Linked DNA regions of Rattus norvegicus: all the other regions are linked to region 2. A link is a contact called in public Hi-C data. All regions are on one chromosome and are shown on one strand. Each heading gives the region's core, a stretch centred on a gene start, on an enhancer-like site or on the middle of the called end of the contact. The rest is flanking DNA. Distances are from core to core; before and after follow the strand shown. Region 1 has its middle 130 kb from the start of Tomm20. Region 2 has its middle 32 kb from the start of Irf2bp2. Region 3 has its middle 170 kb from the start of Tomm20.

The links. A called contact is a pair of places that touch in the nucleus more often than the background predicts.
Region 1: a Hi-C map of liver shows a contact between it and region 2, with 5 times the contacts expected there. The contact joins two enhancer-like sites. A contact is called at or near these places in 3 of 12 Hi-C or Micro-C datasets (kidney and liver).
Region 3: a Hi-C map of liver shows a contact between it and region 2, with 10 times the contacts expected there. The contact joins two enhancer-like sites. A contact is called at or near these places in 2 of 12 Hi-C or Micro-C datasets (both in liver).

Annotation. Positions count from the first base shown.
Region 1 is chr19:71,695,901-71,699,893 of GRCr8, forward strand. No RefSeq gene overlaps it. Among named protein-coding and RNA genes, the nearest start is that of Tomm20, 130 kb to the right of the region's middle. Within about 2 kb of position 1,896, at least 10 of the 93 cell types and tissues checked have an H3K27ac peak or open chromatin away from gene starts, as enhancers often do. A contact at or near this core is called in liver, where this site is marked.
Region 2 is chr19:71,492,308-71,496,336 of GRCr8, forward strand. No RefSeq gene overlaps it. Among named protein-coding and RNA genes, the nearest start is that of Irf2bp2, 32 kb to the left of the region's middle. Within about 2 kb of position 2,159, at least 24 of the 93 cell types and tissues checked have an H3K27ac peak or open chromatin away from gene starts, as enhancers often do. A contact at or near this core is called in liver, where this site is marked.
Region 3 is chr19:71,659,102-71,663,055 of GRCr8, forward strand. No RefSeq gene overlaps it. Among named protein-coding and RNA genes, the nearest start is that of Tomm20, 170 kb to the right of the region's middle. Within about 2 kb of position 1,615, at least 3 of the 93 cell types and tissues checked have an H3K27ac peak or open chromatin away from gene starts, as enhancers often do. A contact at or near this core is called in liver, where this site is marked.

The DNA of each region.
Region 1 (3,993 bases), core at 646-3,145, 200 kb after region 2:
CATGATTTATTCAGAAATAGTCCCCCTGAGCAGCTCATGTAGGAGACATTGGCCCATGGATTTGTGTGAGCCCCATTACATCTCAGGGGCCCGGTTGACACACCGTCACTCCCAAGATGGCAGATCAAAGAGACAAGGCAGGAGTCATAGGGGGTATTCTGAAGCTGTCCCCTTTAGCCCCTAGAGACAAGATTTATTTGTGGCAGTTCAGTGACTCCCCTCTGCTACTGGGGTACACACATATGTCACCTCTGCACCCACCGAGGTCAGGATGGGTCCGTGACGTCTACATTCAGCCTTATTCCCAGTCCCGTGGACACTGAACTAATCTCTAAGACAGCAAGCATCAAGGATTCCAGCAGACTCTGCTGCACCATTAAACTTCATCAACACACACAGACATCCACTTTCCCTCTGGCCCAAGGTCTAACCAAAACATCGTCTCTTCGGGCTGTAGTGAAGATTAAGCCGAAAGCTTTGTTGACTGTACATGCAGTCGCTGGCAGATGCTCACCGGGAGCATCCTGGCCGATCCTTGTCATTTGTCCTCCATGTCATGTCAGCACGCACCAGTGTGAGAGCTAAACAGAGCCACTATGAAGTCCCAAAGTGTCCCATTGCTATTATTAGGCTGTGACAGGCTGTCAAGCCAGGAGAAGTGACCTGGCTCAGAGGACTTCAACCTCTGAACAAATGTCGTCATCTCCCCGAGTTCCTGAATCCACTGTCACTAGGGTTGGGACATTCTCTTCAAGAGCCAGCTCCAAAGTCAGATTGTAGGAAGTTGTGCAATTGGTGAGGTTCGCTGACAGGGATGACTTTTATCTTTTACACATTGACCCTGGTGTTCCTGGAAGCTAATATGTGTGAACGTTATGTTCTCCGCCCCCTTTCACCCCTCCCCTTCTGTCCTCTGTCCTTCAATCAAACCATGTGTGTGTGGTACCCACAGTTCCCAGGAGACCTGGCCAGAACCCCAATGGCACTCTCATGCCCCTAGAGCATGTACACATACATCTCTGGGGCTCTTTCCTTTTAAATCCTTATGCCTGACTATTCCCTGTCAGATCTATAGAAGCCAATGTAGGGACCAAGTCGCAGGTCATAAAACATTGGCTGGACTCCTCACTCCTCGGGGACAAATGAACCAGTATCCTCTCAGAGGCCATGATCCAAGGCAGAGAGAGAATGGGGAAACCATCCTCCCACTTCCTTTGGAAGATGGTGACGAGCAGCTAAAGACACTTTTCTACAGGTTGTGGGCGAAGTGGACTGGGCACATAGAAACCTACACCAGATGTAGGGTCCACAGAGCTGTGTGGTTGACTGCAGGTAACAGCCCAAAGTTGGTACTTGGCAAACATGGATGGGTAGATGAGGGGAGTTCTGGGGAGCAGCTCTGTAATGATGGCTGCTTAGCACTGTTGTGGCTTGTGGCTTCCTCAGTAAAATGTGTTTGAACAAATGGAGCTGCACTTTGTTCAAAATGGCCCCCCAAATTGTTCCCCCTAGTAACTCCCCTTTAGTTTGGAATTTCCAAACTTAGCTTAGCTTTTGGCTTAGCTTTCTGTCCCCAAATGAGAAACTCTCCTGATTTTTTTCCCTTTGTTTTGAGGCTCTGTTATCCCTACACCCAGTTGCCAAGCCTCTGACGATAAACTTCATCAAAACAGTACGCATGTGTTACAACCTCTGTTCCAGAAACAGACATTCACTAGGGCCTATGTGTGTTTGCAGAATGGTTTCCAAATTTGACCTGTGTCCCCAAAGCAGAGATCACCAGAGAGAGCTGTTACTACATCTCTGTCTTGCCCCCAGGCAATACACAGAGGCCAGAACGCCATGTGCTGGGAGCCGTGCCATTCCTCCAGCTCCTTTCACCTTTGGGATCAATGCCCCCCCCCAAAGTGTGTGGTGGTTCGATACCAGAAATACACTGTCCATGTGTGTTACTGAGGGTCACTGGTGAGATCTGCCCCTAGTCCCTGCCCACAAAACCCCTTTCCCTGTTGGAAACCCTTCCTCTGTCTGGAAACTGGTTCTGTACCTTTGTTGCAGGCAACCTCAAGGCAGGACTCGTCCAGTGTGTTCTTTGCTTTCCCAACATACCTGCAGCATTTCCCAGCCTTCATTCAATTTTCTAGTCCGCCTTTGAATGAGTCAAGTATAATAAAAATACCAGTACTGGGGTACTTTATTTTAAAAAAAAATGTTTGTTTCACACAGTATTGTTCGAGAACACGATGTCAGTTCTGGAAAAGGCTCCCTGAGCATGTAAGATCACAGAAGATAACATCAAGGGGGAAATTATGTGGAAAGACAGAAAGTCAGAAAGAAATGGGGAAGGGATCAGTTTTTCTCCTTTATTAAAAACCACCTCTCAAGAACCAAGAGGGGCTATCAGGAGAACTACACTAATCCCTCCCTCAGGCAAGACCAACCCCGACCACTCATCTCCCATTAGGTCAGCTCTGCAGGCTCAGGTAGTAAGTGAGTCTAGGGTGTTGGAGAAAAAATTGGAAGATCTGTGGAGTCAGGGAGGGTGTGGGTGAAGTGATTAGTCTCTAATGAAGAGCAAACTTCTAAAGCATGAACTCGTGTGGACACGCTGACCGTCATTCAACCTACCCACCACCATAGTTGGCTTCTCTGCCCACTCTCAGCAATTCTCACTCACTTTGTTCCCAAGCCTGCACCCCTCAAAAGCTCCCCATCCCAGCCTTGTCCTCCTCTTCCTCTTCCTCCTCCTCCTCCTCCTCACTGTCATCATCATCATCATCATCATCATCATCATCATCATCATCATCATCATCGTCCTCCTCCTCTCTCCTCTTCCCTGGGCCCACCTTGCTGTGTGTCAGGGTTTGGAGAGATGCTGGCATCCTCTACACTCTCCTCATCCACATGTGCCTCAGGTTGACAGATGTCCACAGCTAGAAGGATCACTTGGCACCTGCTGAAGAGGCTCACTGTGAGTCACATTGGGTCTAGGCAGACCAAAATGACCGAGAATGCATTCCTGCCCTGCAGCAACTCAGGAAAAAATGTAGGCAGTGAAAAAAAAGTGGGCCAAATCCATCCGGCCAGCATCTGTTTTTGTACACAAAGCTTCTCTGGAATACAGCCATGCCATTCACCCGTGGCTATACAACCACACAGAGAACACATTGAACAGTTGGGACCAGACATATGATCTGCAAGTCTGAAAACATTTACTACGTGGCTTTTTACAAAAACCATCTGCCTGCTCTGACCTGGTTACAGTACAGCAAATACCTTGTCCTATGTCCCAGGTATTGTCGCCCAGGCTTCTCAGCAGACAAACTCTCAGGACCCAGATGAGCCTGGAGCTTGGAAGGTAAACACAGGAAGAGAGCAGGACTAGGGGGAAACTCGGTTGGTAGAGGATTCACCTAGCATGCTAGAAGCCCTGAGTTCCATCCCCACCATTGCATAAACCGGGTATGGCAGCACATGCCTCTCATGGCAGGAGGTGACAGCAGGAACATTGAAAATTCAAGACCATCCTTGGCTACATAGTAAAGCTAGCCTGGGCTACCTGAGACTCCGCCTCAAAAGAACCACAACAAATTATTAATGATGATGACGATGACGATGATGACGATGATGATGATGATGATGATGATGATGATGATGATGATGATGATGATGATGATGATGATGCCTGGAATGAGGCTGGTGCATGGTGTCTGCACCATCCTGCCCACACTGGGCTCATCTTTTGCTGCTTTGCCTTGAATCAAAACTTCTGTCAGAAACAGCGCCACCTTCCTGGAGACAGCGAAAGCACCCCGTGATGACCACAGTCAGCAACTGTGTCAAGATGACATCAAAGGCCTTTTGTTCTTCCACTCCTGGCACGGAATGACCACCATAAAACCTGAAACTTGAGGGGAAAAGCTTTGACAGGATAGCCCTGCACCATTCCTCAACTATGCAGAACACACGCTCATACCTCCCAAAGGTACCACA
Region 2 (4,029 bases), core at 909-3,408:
TTTTTTCCCTGTGGTTTCTCTCCTACTCACCCTCGGTAATCGTCCCTTTTGAGAAAGACTTTCGCCATTTTCCCATAAGACCAAAACGTGGCAGATGTCCCTTGTGCCTGGATCCCACTCTCACTGCCTGCTGTCCCTCAAAACCCTTTCTTCACGCAGGGCTTGTCCTTTTGTCCTCCATGGAGATCTTTCCTGCAGAATCCGGCTGGATGGCTACCTTGATGAATGGAAAGACAGGGTTGCATGTGGCCTGAGTCCTGCCCACGAGGTCCTTTGCCTCACAGAGCTCGGTCTCCATAGCAGTGTGTGTGGGAGAGCGTCCAGTTCCCTTTGAGGTAACCCTGCTTGTCCTGTTCCCTTTTCCCTGTGGGCACTTGTAAAGCTGCTCCTTAACTGTCACCTGAGTCAACTGTATTGTGCGGTGCCATGATGTTAATTCTGAGGCCACCATACACACGGCCTTCCTTCTTCAGCCAGGGCTTCATCAGGAGTCACGGGAGTCTTCCCGTGACTTCTGTTGTGATGATTTTTATAAAGAGATACTGTTCCCTATTCTTTGGCTGTCAGACTACTGGGGACTCTAAGAAACTAGAATTTCTCTGGGAATCTCAAGCTGTCAGACAGAGAAGGCAGAAGCCTGGTGCTAGCCAGAGTCCCCCCAAGAAGGGATTTCACACAGTTCTGACCACATGTCGGACTGCCTCTGAGGAGACTGGAGCCCAGGCGGTAGTGGCTCAGTGATGGGCAGGGCCACACACAGATCTGCTTCTCTGTGTATCCACTTGCTTTCTATTTGATCCTGAATCTCACATCAGGATCCCAGAGATGTATCTGGAAGTCACTAGACACCTTTGTTCTTCCCACTGTGGCCACAAAGAATAAAGCTCCTTTCTCTGTTTTCCTTACTATTTCTTTACCTGGGAAGGAATAGGCCTGGCTAACTTTTTTTGGCGGCCAGGACTCAGGCTTTGACAATCCCCACCCCACTCCCATCCCCAGCTACCCCATAACATTCTCCCTGAAGTTTCTCTCACACAGCCACCCACCTGCTGTTTGCCAGCCACCCTTCCCCTTCTTTCTTCGGCTGGGAGGAGTCAGAAGCGAGCAGCCCTTGAGTCAAGCTCCCTCAAGGGCTTCCACTCCTGATTTGCTGTGAGCATGGACAGGTCCCCTGCCAACCGGAACTTCTGCCGCAGCGGCTTTCTACACTCCACAGGTGGAGTCCTCTGTATAAGGTGTCCACACTCGTCCCTTCACACATTTCACTCTCAAAAGGGACAGGGGCATTTCAGCAATTCCCCTGTGGCTGGGGGTAGGGGCTTAGACAAGCCAAGGCCCCAACAAGTCCAGTATGTGTGATCCCTGCCAGGATCCTGAGACCCCAGAGAGACATGAGAATAGGTGTGGGTATCCCCCAGCTTCCTAGCCCACAAAGTACAAAACTTTACTAGATACAGCCTCTGTGAGGAGTAAGAAGAGGTTGGTACCATCATGTGGCTGTAACCTGCACGCTGTAAGAATCGGACACAACCGTCGGCAACTCGATGGCCTGGGAGATGGGTACAAAGTGAGGCAAAGCTGTCCCTGTCATTGGCAAAGTTCCGTTGTTATCCCAAGCCCTGGTCTTAAGCATCGTGTCTTGCTCTGCCCTTCGAAGGTTAAGTTGAACCTGAGTTGTAAGAACATGCCTGTTTCTAATACCTAAAGAAACATCTGGCCAGTTTATTAAAATTAGGCCAATAAGGCCCCAATACAACTCCAAGAAAGCTGAAAATAGGGTTGGGGTGTCCACAAGTAAGACCTACATCTGGTCCTGTAACTTCTGGGCCATAGAGTCTGTGTCCTTTCTCTGGGAGGACTAACCAGAGACACTTAAGAGGACAGAGGACAAAGTACAACCAGGATCAGGGATCACTATCCAGGCAAACGGCCAGCCAGCGTGCAGTGTCCATGCAGCATCGGCCAAGGTGGGTGACTGAAGTTCAGAATGTGACCAGGATTGAGGATAGATATCCGGACAAACCTAGAGAGCCAGTGTGCGGCATGCAACCAGGACCAAGGGTCAGTGTCCAGGCAAACAGAGACTAGCCATGTGCAATGTGTAATCCAAACTGGGAGTCAGCAGAATCAGAGCCAGAGCCAGAGTCACCCATGCTTGGCTGAGAAACCAGATACCAGCTCCGGGCAGGAACTCACCCTGGAGAAGCTGTTGCCTCATTCTTCAGGCCCTTAGCTCCTGCCTGCCTACAAAAACCAAGCCAAACAGGATTTGGGGTGGGGCCAGGCTGATCAGTCAAACGTCACCATCCAGGTGACAGCCTCTGGGCAGAACCCAAGGGGTCTGCAGGTTTTTTTTACTGCCCTCTGCATCCTACTGGAAGATGGGCAGATTTCCCGGCGGCCACTGAGCATAAGTCTTCAGTAGAGGCTTCACCTCAGACCAGCAGGTGTTCGAGAGGAAGTGGAGCAGTTCCATGTCTTTCTGGGAATCGAGGAAAGGTTTGGCTGCAACTGTACCCCAGTTGACAGGGTCACAGGGACAATCTGAGGCATATCCCTGGGATCTGTGGCCTTTGGCCCCAGGCAGCCCACCCACAGTCTGCAGGTATGTAGGGGGAGGTGAGGGAGAAGAACAGGAAACCCCGTGAGAAACAGACACAGAAACACATGGGCACTTTGCCATGTCACTGGCTGGGTCACATGGGTCACCTCTGACTGCCCTGCTCTGTGCATTGTCAGCATTGAACACATGATGTGACCACACCCACGGTCTCCACAATGCAGCCATTTGGAAGGATGTGCTTGTGTTTCTTGTTGCCATGACAAAATCTTGGACAAAAGCAACTTGAAGCAAGAGTCTGGCCTTCACGGTGGGGACCGTATGGGGGGGGGAGTTCAGGGTGGCAGAAGGCTGTGATAGAACTGACCTGACCATCAAACATGAAATGGGAAGGACACCATAGCTCCTCAGGGAAGCAGGACCTTGTTAGGACCCTCTCTCCGGTGACTTCCTTCCTTCCTGTAGCTAAGCTCCAGCTCTTAAAGGTTCCATGTTTTCCTCAAACATTTTTACCCCACAAGCCTGTGACAGACATTTTGCATTTAAAGTCACAGTCGAGTAGATCAACCTTAGGCAGAAACAATTTCTCCTTCCCCAGCAACTACAGTACTGCAGATCCAGGGGAACCGGAGAGGAGGATGACAAGAGTCAGGGGTGAGGGGAGGCCAGAGCTGGCCTGTCTTCCCTAGATGAGGAGTGTCTGTGGTAGCTGGAGATCCTGGAGTGCCGTTGTTTTCATAGGGACAGCCCCTCCTTCAACCCCGTGGTTGAGGATGCAACAGTTGGCCGGCCCATGTATCACTTTGATTTTTTTACTCCCACCCCTCACCCTGTCCCACACGAGCAGTTCAGTAGATGCTCTGCTTCCAGGGTTTTAAAAAGGTAAAAACTGTTGGCTGGCGGGGAAGGGGGAGCCAGCCTAGAGGAGATGCCCCCAGCATCTGGTTTTACAAGTCTGGGATCTCCTTTCAACCCTCTTAGTTCACTGCTCTCCAGATGGACAGGGAGGCTCGGTATGCATGTGGGAGACCGGAGGTTGGGGCTGGCGTTGACGCATTGCGGAACCTCCATGAGTAAGAATGAGTAACCAGCTCAGAGCTCCTCCTAACTGGGCAGAGGCACTGACCCAGTTCTGTATCAGCTGAAGGTGGAGCTGGTGCCTGGTGCGGGCTGAGGAACCGCCCAGATCTGCATACAATGGGCCACTGCGAGCCCAGAGACCCGGAAGTCCTCCCAGGGCTCACGCTCCTGCTTCCCATCCTGCATAGCTGTGTGTGGGAGGGACCTCAGCCACCCACTCATGTCCCATCTTTAGGCTTCCAAACACTGCTGTTGACATCGGTCTCAAACAAGGAACAAAACCAAGAAGTAGCTCCCGAGGTTGCCCCGTCTCCTGAAGACAAAAGAGGGCCGGTCTTTCTTCACAAGCATCCCTGGAGGAGAGACTGCTCATGAAACCCACAAAGGTT
Region 3 (3,954 bases), core at 365-2,864, 170 kb after region 2:
AACTACAGGCAGGTCACCATGTCAACCTAGCGTATACATGGGTCCTGGGGACTCAAACTCAGGTCATCAAGCTTAAGAGACAAATGCTTTACCTGATGAGCCATCTCCCCAGACCCTATTATTGACTTTTTCTAAGCTAGCAACACAAGAAATGGCTTTTTCCATGACATTGGGATGTGTACACAACACCATGCTATGTTCTTTGGTGTGTGGTTCTGAGGTATGATGTAGCTCAGGCTGGCTATGAACTTTTGTAGCAGAAGATGACTGTGAACTTCTGATCCTCCTGCTCCCATGTTCAGAGTGCTGGGATGATAGGTGTGTCACATCCAGCTTGTATTTCATTCCTATTTGCTGCTCCACTGCCTGCCCCATCTGTCTGGCACCTTTCCTTCCCAAGAGAGCCTCTCCTTCTGCTCTCACACCATATGAGTTCCATCACCCTCTCGTCTCCACTGTACCTTTCCTTGTCTCTCCTCTCAGAGCCCCCTTTGTATTTTCAGCTCTGAACTTTGGTAAAAACAAGCAAATGGGGAAACTGAGACTCTACTCAGCCAAAAGAAAAATGCATTAAACACACCTGTCAATCACCAGAGGCAGGGCCAGAGAAGGTTGGCTTTCTCCTCAACATGGTGTCCGTGGACAGCCACTTTGCTCTCCCTCACTGGAGCCCCTTACCCAGTAGCTAGAAACACCATGCCTATCACCACCTTCTCCACTAACGTAGTCTTTGTAATAATTAAAGAGAACCGTGTTGGGCCATGGAGATGTCTCAGCAGGTAAAGGTCCTTGCCTCTAAGCCTGAGCTCAGACCTGCAATCCCTGAGACCCACCCTGGGGAAGGAGAGAACCAACTCCTGAAGGTTGACCCCTGACCTTCACATGTGAGCAGTGGTACAAACACAGCCCGTTCCATGTCTGATGTGAACATTTCCTTACCTAGAAGAAGATGAGCACTACCTGGGTCCAGAATGAGGCAGGTGTCTCCCCAGAGAGTGTGTGATGACCCCTCCACATCTTCTTCCCCTTGGACAAATTGTTTAACTTCCATGAAACATTATTTTTTAAAAATCCCGTGTGGAGTATGTATTACCTGACCTGACTCTCAGGATATGGTGGCCACGTTCCTACTTCTTCTTCCAGAAAACTCCTATGTATCTTTCAAGATATGAGGCAAAGGCCACCTCTTCCAGGTAGCACCCTAGCTCCCTAGCGCTCTGAGGTAGATGCCCTTCTGTCCCCTGGAACACTGGGTGTTCTTCCATTGTGATACTAATGGTAGGTCTCTGTAACTCAGTGGCGATCTCCTGGCCAACAGGGTGGGTCTTGGATTCCTAGATCTTAGGCAAGGTCTAACCCAGGGCAGATTTCAAAAAAAAAATATTTCATTGAACAAATAAGTCATAAAGCTGAATTTCCCTTGCCCAAGCCATGTTTCCTCCCCCCCACACTCACTCACCATGGAACAACATATGGATTACGCCTCTGAAAATAACCTCATAGATAGCAAGGTTTCTAGTCAGGTGAGAAATCAAGGCAAGGGGCAGGAGCTGTGCCACCCTGCCATGCCCAGCCCTCCTTTCAACTGCCTCAGTCGATAACACATTAAACAGAAGAGAGGAGGGCAGGCCTCCTGCCCCAGCCAAGCCGTAAAAGGTAACGGCAAGAAGCCGTGCCCTACTTTCATGCCACATAAATCCCAGTTGGTTGGATCACGCCAGTTGGTGGACTTCGACCAGAAATATCAATAAGCCTAGAAAAAATATTGGAGGGCAAAGTTGATTCTGCTGTAAGCTGTCCTGAATATCCAAACCACAGTGTCATGGCAAATGTCAAAGGTCATCTGGTCTACCCTCTGACCTGTATCGAAATTCCTCCAGTCCAACAGTGGCTTCCAGGCACCAAGGGATTCAAACTCTTAAGACATAAGGTTTTAAGGGGCAGAGATAAAATTCCCTCTATGATCACACTGAGAGACTCACACTATCTAGTTCAGATGCAAGGTTTGCTGCTGTGGAGACCCGAGAAATTATACTTGCTTCAGAAGGCCCATTCTCTGGAGGAGTAACAGATCTGTTCTACGGTGGGCACAGTCGAGGGCACTTAAAATAAAATGTCCTTCTGGCAACCAAGCAGTTCTCAGCCATCTCTGGAGTCCCAGGTCTTAGGTGAGGCCTGACTCAGGGTAGTGCCTTGGAAAGGGTTTACTGAACAAATAAACCATAAAGTTAGATTATAAGGGCATTCGTGAAAGGCCAGAGCCACATGCAAGGAGTGCCCCAGAAAACTGACCCCAAGCCTTCAGTGGAATCTGACCGTGAACTTGCTTTCAAATACAGAGCCATGAGAAATTATTGGGACAACTGGGTTTTGTTCTGATCTGTTTTGTGATGGGTCGCCAACTGTCTGTGTTCAACAGGTGCCTTGCCACTAAGCTATATCTCAAGCCTTTGGGGTCTTTTGTTTTGTTTTGTTTTGTTTTGTTTTTTGAGATAAAGGTCAAATTATACAGCTAAAACTGGTCTCAAACTCTGGTCTCCATCTCCCGAGCGTTGATAATACAGGCATACACAATTTCACCCATCTGAGCATCTTCAGTCTGTCCCAAGTACTGGATAATAGCAAGGAATTGTGGTCGTTTGGGAGACATCATGGGTATCAAATCATTAAGCCTGGGAAATATGGAATATAGGAACTGACACGATGTTTTCAAATGATTAGGGGTAGGCAGACAGGTGCAGGTGACTCAGGTTCAGTGGCACCTTGGCAGCCCGCCAAGGCGTTGTCACGTTGCTTTCTACTTCTGAGAACCTTTGGGAAGCTCATTAAGTAGAAAAGCTAAGAAGAGCAAATGTGGGGTGGAGGATGGTGGAGGACGCATTTCCATTTGGACTTGGAAGCAACACATTAAAAGCCAGGAATGCCATTTAGTCCCTAGCCCCACAGAGGCCTGGGAACAGGATGGGCCAGTTGGATATCCAAACAGGCATCCTATGGAAGGAATATCTGTGCTGACTGGCTTCTCAGGGAAAGCACTGACAGCCAGGATGCTGGTGGAAGACTCGTGGGCTCTGGGTACTTCATACAGACCATGAGTAGGTCCATCACAACTTTACAAAACAATCTATTCATTCTTGTTCCAGCCCTGACCTCAAGGACAATCTCCTGTCACCTTCTCAGTTTGCACACAGCCAGCACACAATGCTGGGGCATCACTTCCCCCTCTGGGCACTATGGGATATAATTCCTATTGTCCTCTTCAAGATGCTCTGCAGGTTAGCCCAGAGTGGAGCATGAGGTCCCTGTCCGCTTTTCCTCCAGTTCCTCCTGCCCATGTCCTGGAGCTCTCTTTGCCTAGTACTGTGTATGGAATAAAGTGGGGTTCCTGGGGGCTAGCCCATTGCTACTGCCTTCTCAGTAGGATTCTACCCTAGTCCATCTTCTCAGAGGCTACCAGGGCCCTCTGCTTGGGAAGGGAGGGGCCTGAGAGCTATCACACCACAGTACCACTTCATCTCTAGACCTTATTGCACCTCTAACTTGTCCATTTCTTTCTTTTCTTTCTTTTCTTTTCTTTGCTTTCTTTTTCTTTTTCTGAAGTCATGGAAAAATGAAACTGGTCTAATCTACAACACAGCCTTGACCTTGACCTCTGACGTATGACCAAGAGGCATTCAGAACTACCATCGAAGCCAAGAGACATTCAGAAATTGCCCATGGCAATTGGTGAGGTAGGCGGTTTCCCTCCCACAAACTTATCTTTACTCTGCAGCCCTGGTAACTGACTGCCCAGCGTTGCAAAATCAGAGAGAAAATATTTACAATGAGAGTTGACCCAAAGGGAAAAAAAAACTTCCATGAGATCAACTTGACCTAATCTCTTCCAAAGGAGATAGCTTCAAGCAGGAGATACAATATCACCCTGCCTTAGGGAGGGGAGGGGTTCAATGGTAC